Linked DNA regions of Mus musculus: all the other regions are linked to region 2. A link is a contact called in public Hi-C and HiChIP or PLAC-seq data. All regions are on one chromosome and are shown on one strand. Each heading gives the region's core, a stretch centred on a gene start, on an enhancer-like site or on the middle of the called end of the contact. The rest is flanking DNA. Distances are from core to core; before and after follow the strand shown.

Region 1 (3,506 bases), core at 275-2,774, 1.1 Mb after region 2:
CATGATCTTTCCTGTAGCTGCTCTGCATCCTGTGTACTATATCTTTGGTGGTCCTGCATGCCAGGAGCCTTTGCAGCTGATGGTGCCCCTGTGAGATTCTGAAACTCGGATCAGAGGCTTGCTTTTGCTTTGATTTTTCAAACACCATTAGTTCTTGAATTCTGACCTGAAACATGGTGCAACAGGGCCTTCCTAAGACACATAGGCAAGCTTCTGCCTGAGTAGGGAAAGGAAACTGACTTAGAAAGCCCATGCAAATTCCTCTGTTGCTTCCTAGGACACAGAGCAGCCCCTGATGTCTGGTCCAAGAAGAAACTGGGCTGAACTTTCTTCCTTCCATCTCCATCTATACTGCATTCCCTACATTCACTTTCAGAGAGAGAGAGAGAGAGAGAGAGAGAGAGAGAGAGAGAGAGAGAAAGGGAGAGAAACAGAGATAGACACAGGTAGAGAGAGATACAGAGAGAGAGACAGGGAGAAAGAAGGAGAGAGACAGAGACAAACAGAGACAGTGAGATAGACAGAGGGGGAGAAAGAGACAGAGAGAGGGAGAGAGACAGAGGGAGAGATAGACAGGAAGAAACAGAGACTAAGAGGGAAAGAGAGAAAGACTGAGACCAGAGAGATGAAGAGAGAGGGAGTGAGAGACAGAGAGACAGACAGAGGAAGAGAAAGAGATAGAGACAGAGAGGCAGAGAGAGAAAGATGGACAGAGAGAAAGAGACAGACACAGAGAGAGGGAGAGACAGAAGGAGAGAGAGAAAGAGACATAGAGACAAAGACATAGAGAGGGAGAGAGGGGGAGAGAGAGACAGAGAGGCAAACAAAGACAGAGAGACAGACAGAGGGAAGGAAAGAGACAGAGAGGGACAGAGACAAGCAGACAGACAGAAATAGACATAGGGACAGAGAGGGTGAGAGACAGAGACAGACAACAAGAGGGAGAGGGACAGGGAGAGAGAGAGAGGGAGGGGGAAGGGGAGGGGGAGGGAGAGGGAGGAGGTTCAGAGCTGACTGAGCGTACACTGAGTATCGCTCTCAGAGGAAAGAGGCTAGAACATTGGAACTACTCTTTTTCTGGAGGCGTGTGAAGTAATAGTACCAGTGAATAATCTCTGATTTTCACATTTTAAAGAGTAAACATACTGTGTTTAATCATTTTTAGAATCCAGCCAAAACAATATTCAGAAGACTTGATTTCAGCAGACCCACTAGGAAGCAGATACCGCAGCTCCACCCACAGGTTTCTATTTTTCTCTACTGAAGACGGAGCTCCCCGTTTGCTTTCGGATGGCAGTGAACAGTTTTGTGTGTCCGGCCACATCTTGCTAACCGCAGCCTTCTTTCCTAAGCTCATTATTTGCTAATGATTTTCTTGGCCACAAAACTCATAAAAATCCCCTGAGCTACCTTTTTTTTTTCTTTTTCTTTTTTCCTTTTTGAAATACTCGTGGGATGGTTGCTCCATTTGTTCAGCATCTGTGCTGGACAACATCTGGGGTGTGAGGAAATTCCACGGCTTGCAGTATGACGCGGAAAAAACAAAATTACTTTTTCATGCACTTCAGAGGAGACTGGAGAGCATCCTTCTGACCAAACAGGCCCTTTGTTCTCCTCCCACAAGTGGTTCTCATTAAAAATGTCATCTCCCTAATAAATTGCCTTACTGCCCTTGCAGCTGGGCCTATTGTTTTCGTGGCTTTGTGCTCACAAGGACTCTCCCAGGGAACAGAAAGCAAGAGAAAACATGGGATGCTTTCCCTACCCTGTCTGCTCAGGATGTCTTCTTTTACCCTTTGTAGGTGGATGGCAACTTGTCTATCACTGGGGCTTTAGAATTCCCCTAATATTCACTATTTGGCCAATTGTCCCCGATCATGTGCTGTCACAGCTTAAAGAGTGCATGGTGGCCATTCCTGTCTGTGGATGCAAAGTGAAAAGTGAGAGTTTGGGGACTATATCCTCGTGGTTTGTATTTTTGCATGGAAATATCCAGTGTCCCGCATTTATTCCCTGACACAAGAAAATATGACACTGTTTTAGGGAAGGTAAGAAATGAAGATACTATATATGAAAACAGGAATTGGGGGAGTGGGTTTGCCTGTATGTCTCTGTGTGTAGGCGGAGGGCTGTCTAAGGATTCTCTTTAGGAGCCACACAACGGTTAAACATCTCCCCAGAACATTCAACTCCAATTATAGCTGAGACCCAAGAATTGCAAAAAATTTAATAGTTTGGGGTTCATATATTTGATCAGAATTAATCTTAACAATCAAGGGGGCTTGTAGTGTGTGTGTGTGTGTGTGTGTGTGTGTGTGTGCTTATCAATTTATTTTCCCACCTTACTAACTACCTCCTATTTTCTCAACTCCCCACAAACCTCTATCCACTAGCTCAGCTGGGGCTTTGCTCATCCAAACTCTTTTTCCCAGTTACTCAGTGTACCTTCCACATGTGACAGGAAATTAAAATTAAAGACCTCCTGACTTGGAGGGAGAGAGAGAGAGAGAGAGAGAGAGGGAGGGAGAGAGAGGGAGAATGAGTTGTTTTGCAGTGAGGTTTCTTTTATGATCTACAGGCTTCTTATGACTTATTTAGAACTTGGGGGGAGGGGGAGATACAATAGTCTAGTGGATAGGATTGGCACTTTGTCTCAAGCTGGATGGCTGGGCTAATTTAAGATGTAAGTTTCCACAATTTTCTTTATACCAAACATTAACATACACTGAAATTAATACCTCTCCCCCTCCAGGACCCTTTTGCAGAAAAGCAGAAGTCATTGAGGCCAAGGCTGACAAACAACTTGGCTAGTCGATTGTGTCTTATGCCAGGGCATCTGTTTGAAGATATCCTTTTCAGTCATCCCTCCTGCCTGGTCGGCCATCTCAGAGGCTCTGTGCAAACTTCTAGAGGGAGGAGGGTACCTGGGTCACCCCATCAGCCATCTACCAAAAGCCCTACAAATTCACAGACAAATCTCTAGCCAGACCCATCAAAACCTGTCTCCAGGCTGAAGCTCTGAGAATATGTGTGTGTGGAACATTTTCTTTTTAAATGCTTACACATGTTGCAGTCATTGAAAGCCCAAGTCACAAGGACAACAGAGGTACAGCATCTTTTCCTCACTTACACAACCAAGGGAGGCATTACATCAGACTTGCTGATTAAGACAGACCATAATGCATGAATCAGAGTTACTGCATGGATCAGAGTTTCCAAGGGAGACAGGTGGGGAAAGGCTTTTGTATCAAATCATAGACAAAAAAAAAAAAAAAAAAAAAAAAAAAAAAAAAAAAAAGAAAGAAAGAAAGAAAAGAAAAGAAAAGCAGAGAAGCAGACACATTGCTATATTTGTTTCTTCACATGCTTTTGTTTAGTCATCAACAAACCCTTAGCCTCTCCTATTAAGCAGATAGCATTTTAGGCTCTGTAGATACAGTCAGTGATGTGAATGGCAAAGGGTCTGTCCAAAGCAAAAAGTCAGTCATGGTAAGTGAGGCAAGCAA
Region 2 (3,173 bases), core at 304-2,803:
GACTACTATAGAGTTGAAACTTGTGGCCAGCCTGACACAGGGTGGCAGAGAGCAAAGTGTTATCATTAAAAGCTTTGGGTTCATTTTCTTTTATTTTATCATACAATGTGCTATTACAACTAGCACAGTTAGGGGAGGTTTGTTCAGAAGTCTAAATGTTTAAATAAATCTTATTATTGTTGGAAATACAAGTCTATTGAACATTTTATGTTTAAAGTAGATTTTTGTTTTCTTTTTTCTTTTTTTTTTTTTTTTTTTTTTTTTTTGGTTTTTCAAGACAGGGTTTCTCTGTATAGCCCTGGCTGTCCTGGAACTCACTCTGTAGACCAGGCTGGCCTCAAACTCAGAAATCCGCCTGCCTCTGCCTCCCAAGTGCTGGGATTAAAGGCATGCGCCACCACCGCCCAGCTTTTCGAGACAGGGTTTCTCTGTGTAGCCTGGGCTGTCCTGGAACTCACTTTGTAGACCATGCTGGCCTGGAACTCAGAAATCCGCCTGCCTCTGCCTCCTGAGAGCTGGGATTAAAGGCGTGCGCCACCACGCCCGGCTAAAGTAGATTTTTATATTATAGTCAACAGAATGCAGGGAATCTGGAGCCATTTGGATTGGATTCTAGTTTTAACTCTAACACCGTTCTGAATATAACTCCTTATTTTCTTTGGAATAAATGCTGAAATAGTTCAAGTTGGAAAGTTACACTTACCCAAAAAAAAAAAACAAAAACAAAAACAAAAACAAAACAAACCTTTCCCGTCCGCCCTGGCAACCTACCTCCTTTATTGGAGGTGAACCATGTTGAAACTTGGTTGCCTTTGCTTCGTTTTTATGTATATACCGTACAAGCGAATGCGTGTACAATTTGGATTGTTTCAAAAACTCTAGCACGGTCCATGGAAATGGGAACCAGCTTCCTCTCTGACAAAGCAGTGAGCCAGGGAGAGTACAAGGCGAAAAGTACATGAATTGCCCATATTAAAGTCTGGCTCGGGCGTTAGCACCCCCACCCCAAGGCATCGTCATTATTAGAAGGGCTGCCAGGTACATAAAGGGTCTTCAGTAAGTCTCAAAATGCCCTTGGAGCGTGTTAAACGTCTGTCAGGTCTCCTTCACTCCAAAGCTTTCAGTTTAGGTGAGTGTGGGGAGACCTCCAAGGAGGTCCCTGAAGATGCTGACCAAGAGAACCTCACAGTAAAGCATCCGCTGCCCTAGATTCCGATGCAGGCTCCTCGTCCCGCGCCTTAGTGGTCTGTGACCCCGGGTGTGACCACTGTGATCCTGGGAGCCACCTAGGATGTCTAAGTAAGAGACCGCACGGGCCCCGCCCACAGCACACACCCGAGAAATGCTAGTCTGGAATGAAACGCTAACGAGAAATCCACATAGAAAGCAGAATACCCAGGACAGGCTGCGGTGGGCAGACGGGCGGCACGAGTAAAGTTTTTACACCAAGCGCCCGTCTCTGCCGCAGCGACCTTCTGATCACTCCGGAAGAGAGGCGTTCCCACGCCTGACGCGGGTCATCCTCCCCCTCGCAACCCGCGCACCCTCGGGATGGCGGCGGATGACGACGGCGGCGGCAGAGTGTGGACGTGCCTCGCGCCGCGCAGCAAATGGCGGAGGAGGCAAGGCGTGGCCCGCTGCGCCGCGTCCGGCCACCAGGGGGCAGCCGCGCGTCTGAGTCCCGCAACCGGCTGGAACCGGTCTGGCCGGAAGTTGGGCTGGGGCCTTCTCTTCCGCAGCCGCGCGCCACGTGGCCGGGATGGGGTGGGGTGGGGTGGGGATGGGGCGAGGAGGAGGAGGAGGAGGAATGCACGAAAACAACAAGATGGCGCCGCGGGGGATGGGCGCCTTGCCTGCGCCCTCGGAACCCGGAGCGTCCCGAAGGGCGGAGTGGAAGGGCCGGTCGGGGCCCAGCCTGCGGGGCGTAGCCGGCTTCCGCCAGCTTGGGAGGCCGCTTGGACAGGCCCAGGGTGCGGTCGCCAGCGCGCCCATCACGAGACCCCTGGCCGGGATCCAGGACTCCCTTTGGGCCTTCGCGGCGCCTTTCCTTAATTTGCTTTGTCCGCTTTGCATTTGTCCTCTGAGCGTTGTCGACCTCCTAGGGGAGCGATTAGATCAGGGCGAGGCCAACAGCGAGCAAGAGCAGGAAAAATGCTGACCGTGGACCCCGCCGGGGTCAGCAATGGTAGAGATGGAACCTGCTGGGAGGTGGACCACACCCCACCCCTATCCACCCCGGGGCGCTTCGGGACCTCCTCACTGTAGGGGCGGCCAGTGTGGCAGAATCCAAGCTTGTCTGTTTGGCTTTTGTGAAAAAAAGCAAAAAAAAAAAAAAAAAAAAGAAAAGAAAGAAAGGGAAATCTGGTTTTGTATGTATTAAAACGTAGGAAATTAGGCATAATTGTCTAGTATCCTGGAATTGCTGCGAAAGCCTGAAGCCTCCCCTTCCTGCCCAAATCCGTGTAACTCTACTTGCCCCACCCCGTAGACATTCCTGACCGGTGGAATTTATTTTAGATGGGCCTGAGGATCGCAGATGTGAGGTTTTGTTGGGTTTTATATCTTTTTAAATAAGTTAACACACGTTACTCTGAATGTGATGGTATATTTAGAATAAGACATTTGTCGCCTTGGGATTTGAAAGCCTTTTAGAATAGGTTTCAAATTCTTTCCCATATTTGCGATTTATGAGGCCTTTGGCCTATCTCAAAATAATAAGACCCCTCCCCTCTAAATAGCACCTGGCTCCCAAGGACCTTAGAAGTTTAATTAATAAATATTTTGGATAAAATGCGGAACTATTACGGTGTTAGTTGGGAGGGAGGGAGGAGAGTAGCTTAAGACAAATCTCCAAGCTCGTGATCAAAACAGCATCGATATTAAGTGGTAAACTACAAGTGAGACAGTGACATCAATGACTGGGGGGTGGGCGGAGCCCAAGCTTAAATGTGCATTTTTGACGAAGGGATTTGGGGACCTACTTCACCCCACTCCTTAGGTTTTGTGTTCTTGTGAATTGTATTGGCAGGCATTCCCGAAAGCACTTGAGCCCTCTGAGGAACCAAAACACTGCGTAACGACTCCCAGTCACCATTAGTGCCAGGGGCCGCAGAGTTAAGGAATGGAATTCCGAAACACAAAGGGCTCTAATCTTTCCTCTCCTAGGCCTAAGG
Region 3 (3,587 bases), core at 378-2,877, 1.3 Mb after region 2:
CACCCCTATATTCCCGTAGACCCAGAGTAGCAGGGACAAATGACCATAGGCTTCTGAAATCATGTGCCCAAATAAACCTTAAGTTATACACCTCAGGTGTTTCGTTACAGGAAGAATAACTAATGTAGCTTGCTTAGGTCACTATAGCCACAAAACACGAATCACTTGCACCCTGATTATGATGGGCACACGTAGTAGATAGTTCTAGTCTAAGCTCCCCCATGCCGTTCTCTCTGTAGTGAAATGGTTGTCTCTAAATTCTGATAGCTATTAGTGAAGACTGTGCTGACCTCTGGCTTCCCAGTTCTCCTTTTTCCTAGAACCTCATCCTTCAAGTGTGATTGCTTACCACAGCGTCGCATGCTTTATCTCAGGAGCATGTTAATGACCCTGTTTCAGTGTTCTCCTTCTGAAGTGCCACCATCCTTTACCCGAACCATTGGAATATTCTTGGCTATTTTAATTACTAAAATGTCTGTAGCTCTCTTGAGATAATGAAATGCAAGTTCCTTGGTAAAGGTTTTTCCAGGGCTTGCTTTTTTTTTTTTTTTTTTTTTTTTTTTTCCCCAGCATGGTGGCTCAGCAGTAGAGGACTCTACAATCTCTGTCCTTTTTTCCTTCAGGCTTCCTTCAGGCCACCTACTGTCCCTCGGCCCAGCATTCCAGCTATTTAGGTGTGATCATAAGGTGCAGCTGGCATTGATGCTGCTGTGACCTCCAGACTGAGAAGTTGGAGCCAGCTTTCTCTCTTCTTTTATCTCCAGCCACACATAGTGGTTAAGAATACAGATATCAGCCATGCACAAACAAATTAGAGTCTCAAGTGCTACCAGCTAGTCTTTCCAATGCTGTACCAAGTCTTCTCTACTTTTGCATTGCTCACTAGTAGAGGACTAAGTGAATCTTATTCTACCTACTAAATGGGACCTATTTTCTATCTCTCTCTCTCTCTCTCTCTCTCTCTCTGTCTGTCTGTCTATCTATCTATCTATCTATCTATCTATCTAATCATAAATATGAATTCCAGACTACATTTCACTCCTCAAATGTCCTGCTGAATGTATCTTCAACATCTTGTCTCTTTGTAGAATTTGCTAAGTCTAGGCAGTGTTGCTAATATATACATGGCTGGCAACTGCATATTTTAATGACAACTGTGCCACCCCAAAATAGCTGTGGCAAGAACAAGCTATGTTTGTCTGTTTGTTTATTCATTTATTCTTTTAATAAGTTTTCTCATTTACTCAAAATGTTTGGATGACTATTATATAAATTGTTTTTCTGTTGTATGTTACCACATAGCATCTCATTACTATGTCAAAATATACTCCCAGCACTCAGGAGGCAGAGGCAGGCGCATTTCTGAGTTCGAGGTCAGCCTGGTCTACAAAATGAGTTTCAGGACAGCCAGGGCTACACAGAGAAACCCTGTCTCGAAAAACCAAAAAAAAAAAAAAAAAAAAAAAAGAAGAAGAAAAGAAAGAAAATGAAAAAGAAAGGTTTATTTTGGTCCCAATCTCAGAGGTTGCAGTTGATTGTTAGTGCAGTTGCTTTGGGGCTGATGGTTGGACAGTGTGTCACAGAGGCCTGTCCCAGGTGGCAGGAGAGGTCTGTTTACCACACAGGGAAACAAAAAGAGGAAGGGCTTGGGTCTCAGTATCCTAGTCAGCGCCATTCATTTAACACATCTTTGCCTCTCCTAAGTCTTCACCTCTTTCCTACAGGACACCTACAACACAGAGGCCTTCCCAGGGGTAGTCAGGATCTAGAATGCAGTAAGACGTGAGTGAGGGTATACCAGGCACACAGTACCCTCAGAACCCCAACACCACATGATTTCTTACCACAATCAGAGCTTGAAATTCAGGCTCATAAAGCTGAAGCTTCTGCATTATAAAGAGACGCTATCAACAGTGCCAACCCCGTGGGTTAGATCATGCTGGTAAGAGAAACAGGTTATCGAATAAATCCCCAGTTGACTGCTACTTATTCTACCTGTTGTAAATGGATTCATGAATTCATGTGCTACTTTAACTTGAACAAAAGATCTTTCCTAAACATATCTGGTGTCTGTGAAGTTCCATTATTTTAAGGTTTAGATAGGCAGTGTGTCCCCAAAAGACTCATGGGTTGGAACTTGGTCCCCATCTGGCAGATCTGATGTGATCGGATCACGAGGGCTTGGATTCCTTCAGAAGCTCAGTCCCTTCATATGTGTATAACATGACAGCATTATTTGCCAGTAGTAGAAAATAAGAAAAATAAGAGTTTTTTTTTTTTTTTTTGGTTTTTTTTTTTTTTTTTAATAAAAAGTAGGCCGTTAGAAGGCTCCTTGGGGAAAAAAAAAATCTACCTTCTTCCTGGACTCCACTCTTTTTGCTTCATGGCCTCCATGAGGTTAATGATCTCAGCCACCACATTCTCCTGACACCCACATGCCAAGGCCTGAAGTAAAAGGATCTAGCCAAATGTGGACTACAAACATCCAAAATCATGAGCCAAAGTAAATCTTCCTCTAAGCCCCTTCTCACTGGTGTTTGTCAAGGCAGGAGTAAGTCTAAGAGATACACTGAATAGGTTAGGATGCCATCTTTACCCCAGGACTTTGGAAAAGCATTGCCATTTCACGCAAGTGTCAATCTAGTTGTATATACACTTAAGGACTTTGGGAACTAGGTCAATGTTTTTGTTTCCTTTCCCTCTGTAGTCTTCCCAGATTTAATTCCAGCCATGTAATCAATGTGTCTTCTTATTTGGGATAACTTAATTGACTCTGGGAGATTAAATAACTTAAAAGGCTCATATTTGAAGTCACACAAATGCTTTAGTATTATTAAGTACCAATATGTAAAACTTTATAATAGTCTTCTTGGGCAATTATCATGAAATATGCTCTTTTATGATGGTTGTTAATGTGCAGTGTTTGCCAACAGAACTTCATTTGAAAATAATTGTTTGAAGACTGCAGTTTTAATTTGTGTGTGTGTGTGTGTGTGTGTGTGTGTGTGTGTGTGTGCATGTGTTTTGCCAACCTGTCCTCTTACCAATCTATAGTGTATGCCATTTCTTTTGGGATAGACTGAGACATTACCAGACACACACTGTCCTGGCCTCATTTATCAACACCAATAGCTTGCTAGCTCACTCTTAATTTTAACCTCAAATGTGAAAGCAAATCTGATCATTAATAGAAGCTGTTGTAACGATGTCTGTAACTACACCTGCATTTGGAATACTACTCTCCAATGCATTTGAGCATGTCTGTGTTCTATTCATTTTAGTTTCAAAATGATATGTAGACTTGTGTATGTGATTTCTGATGGACAATAATATGGATTCTTATAATGAATTCATGGCTTCATCATATATGTTCACAAACCACTTAATTGATTAACAGGCCTGTGTGTGTGGGTTGGCTGAATCGTGACTATGAAAAGTGTCAGTCAAAGAAAGATTACACAAAGTTGTTTTTGGTTTCTATGTTCAGTCATTGTATTAAACATAGACAACAGAAGCAGGGAGTGAGTGAACGCTAACCACTTTAACTCTCTAGATTAAGGCCCTTAAAATTCTAGATTGTTTTGATT

The links. Hi-C and Micro-C count contacts between places; a contact is called where the count stands out from the background. HiChIP or PLAC-seq counts read pairs in DNA pulled down with a chosen protein or histone mark.
Region 1: a contact with region 2 is called in an H3K27ac HiChIP or PLAC-seq map of the NIH/3T3 cell line, with 6 times the contacts expected there. The contact joins two enhancer-like sites. A contact is called at or near these places in 2 of 484 Hi-C or Micro-C datasets (embryonic fibroblasts and uterus) and 2 of 115 datasets of contacts at active chromatin or transcription factors (the NIH/3T3 cell line and embryonic forebrain).
Region 3: a contact with region 2 is called in a Hi-C map of CD8 T cells, with 5 times the contacts expected there. The contact joins two enhancer-like sites. A contact is called at or near these places in 3 of 484 Hi-C or Micro-C datasets (CD8 T cells, Th1 cells and pre-B cells) and 3 of 115 datasets of contacts at active chromatin or transcription factors (acute myeloid leukemia, large pre-B cells and pro-B cells).

The regions. Positions count from the first base shown.
Region 1 is chr7:72,539,794-72,543,299 of GRCm38.p6, reverse strand. No RefSeq gene overlaps it. Among named protein-coding and RNA genes, the nearest start is that of Gm39035, 230 kb to the right of the region's middle. Within about 2 kb of position 1,524, at least 78 of the 459 cell types and tissues checked have an H3K27ac peak or open chromatin away from gene starts, as enhancers often do. A contact at or near this core is called in the NIH/3T3 cell line, embryonic fibroblasts and uterus, where this site is marked.
Region 2 is chr7:73,617,006-73,620,178 of GRCm38.p6, reverse strand. No RefSeq gene overlaps it. Among named protein-coding and RNA genes, the nearest start is that of Gm30149, 9.9 kb to the right of the region's middle. Within about 2 kb of position 1,553, at least 332 of the 459 cell types and tissues checked have an H3K27ac peak or open chromatin away from gene starts, as enhancers often do. A contact at or near this core is called in the NIH/3T3 cell line, embryonic fibroblasts and uterus, where this site is marked.
Region 3 is chr7:72,276,686-72,280,272 of GRCm38.p6, reverse strand. The region is part of intron 1 of Mctp2 (multiple C2 domains, transmembrane 2); the gene reads left to right. Among named protein-coding and RNA genes, the nearest start is that of Mctp2, 28 kb to the left of the region's middle. Within about 2 kb of position 1,627, at least 23 of the 459 cell types and tissues checked have an H3K27ac peak or open chromatin away from gene starts, as enhancers often do.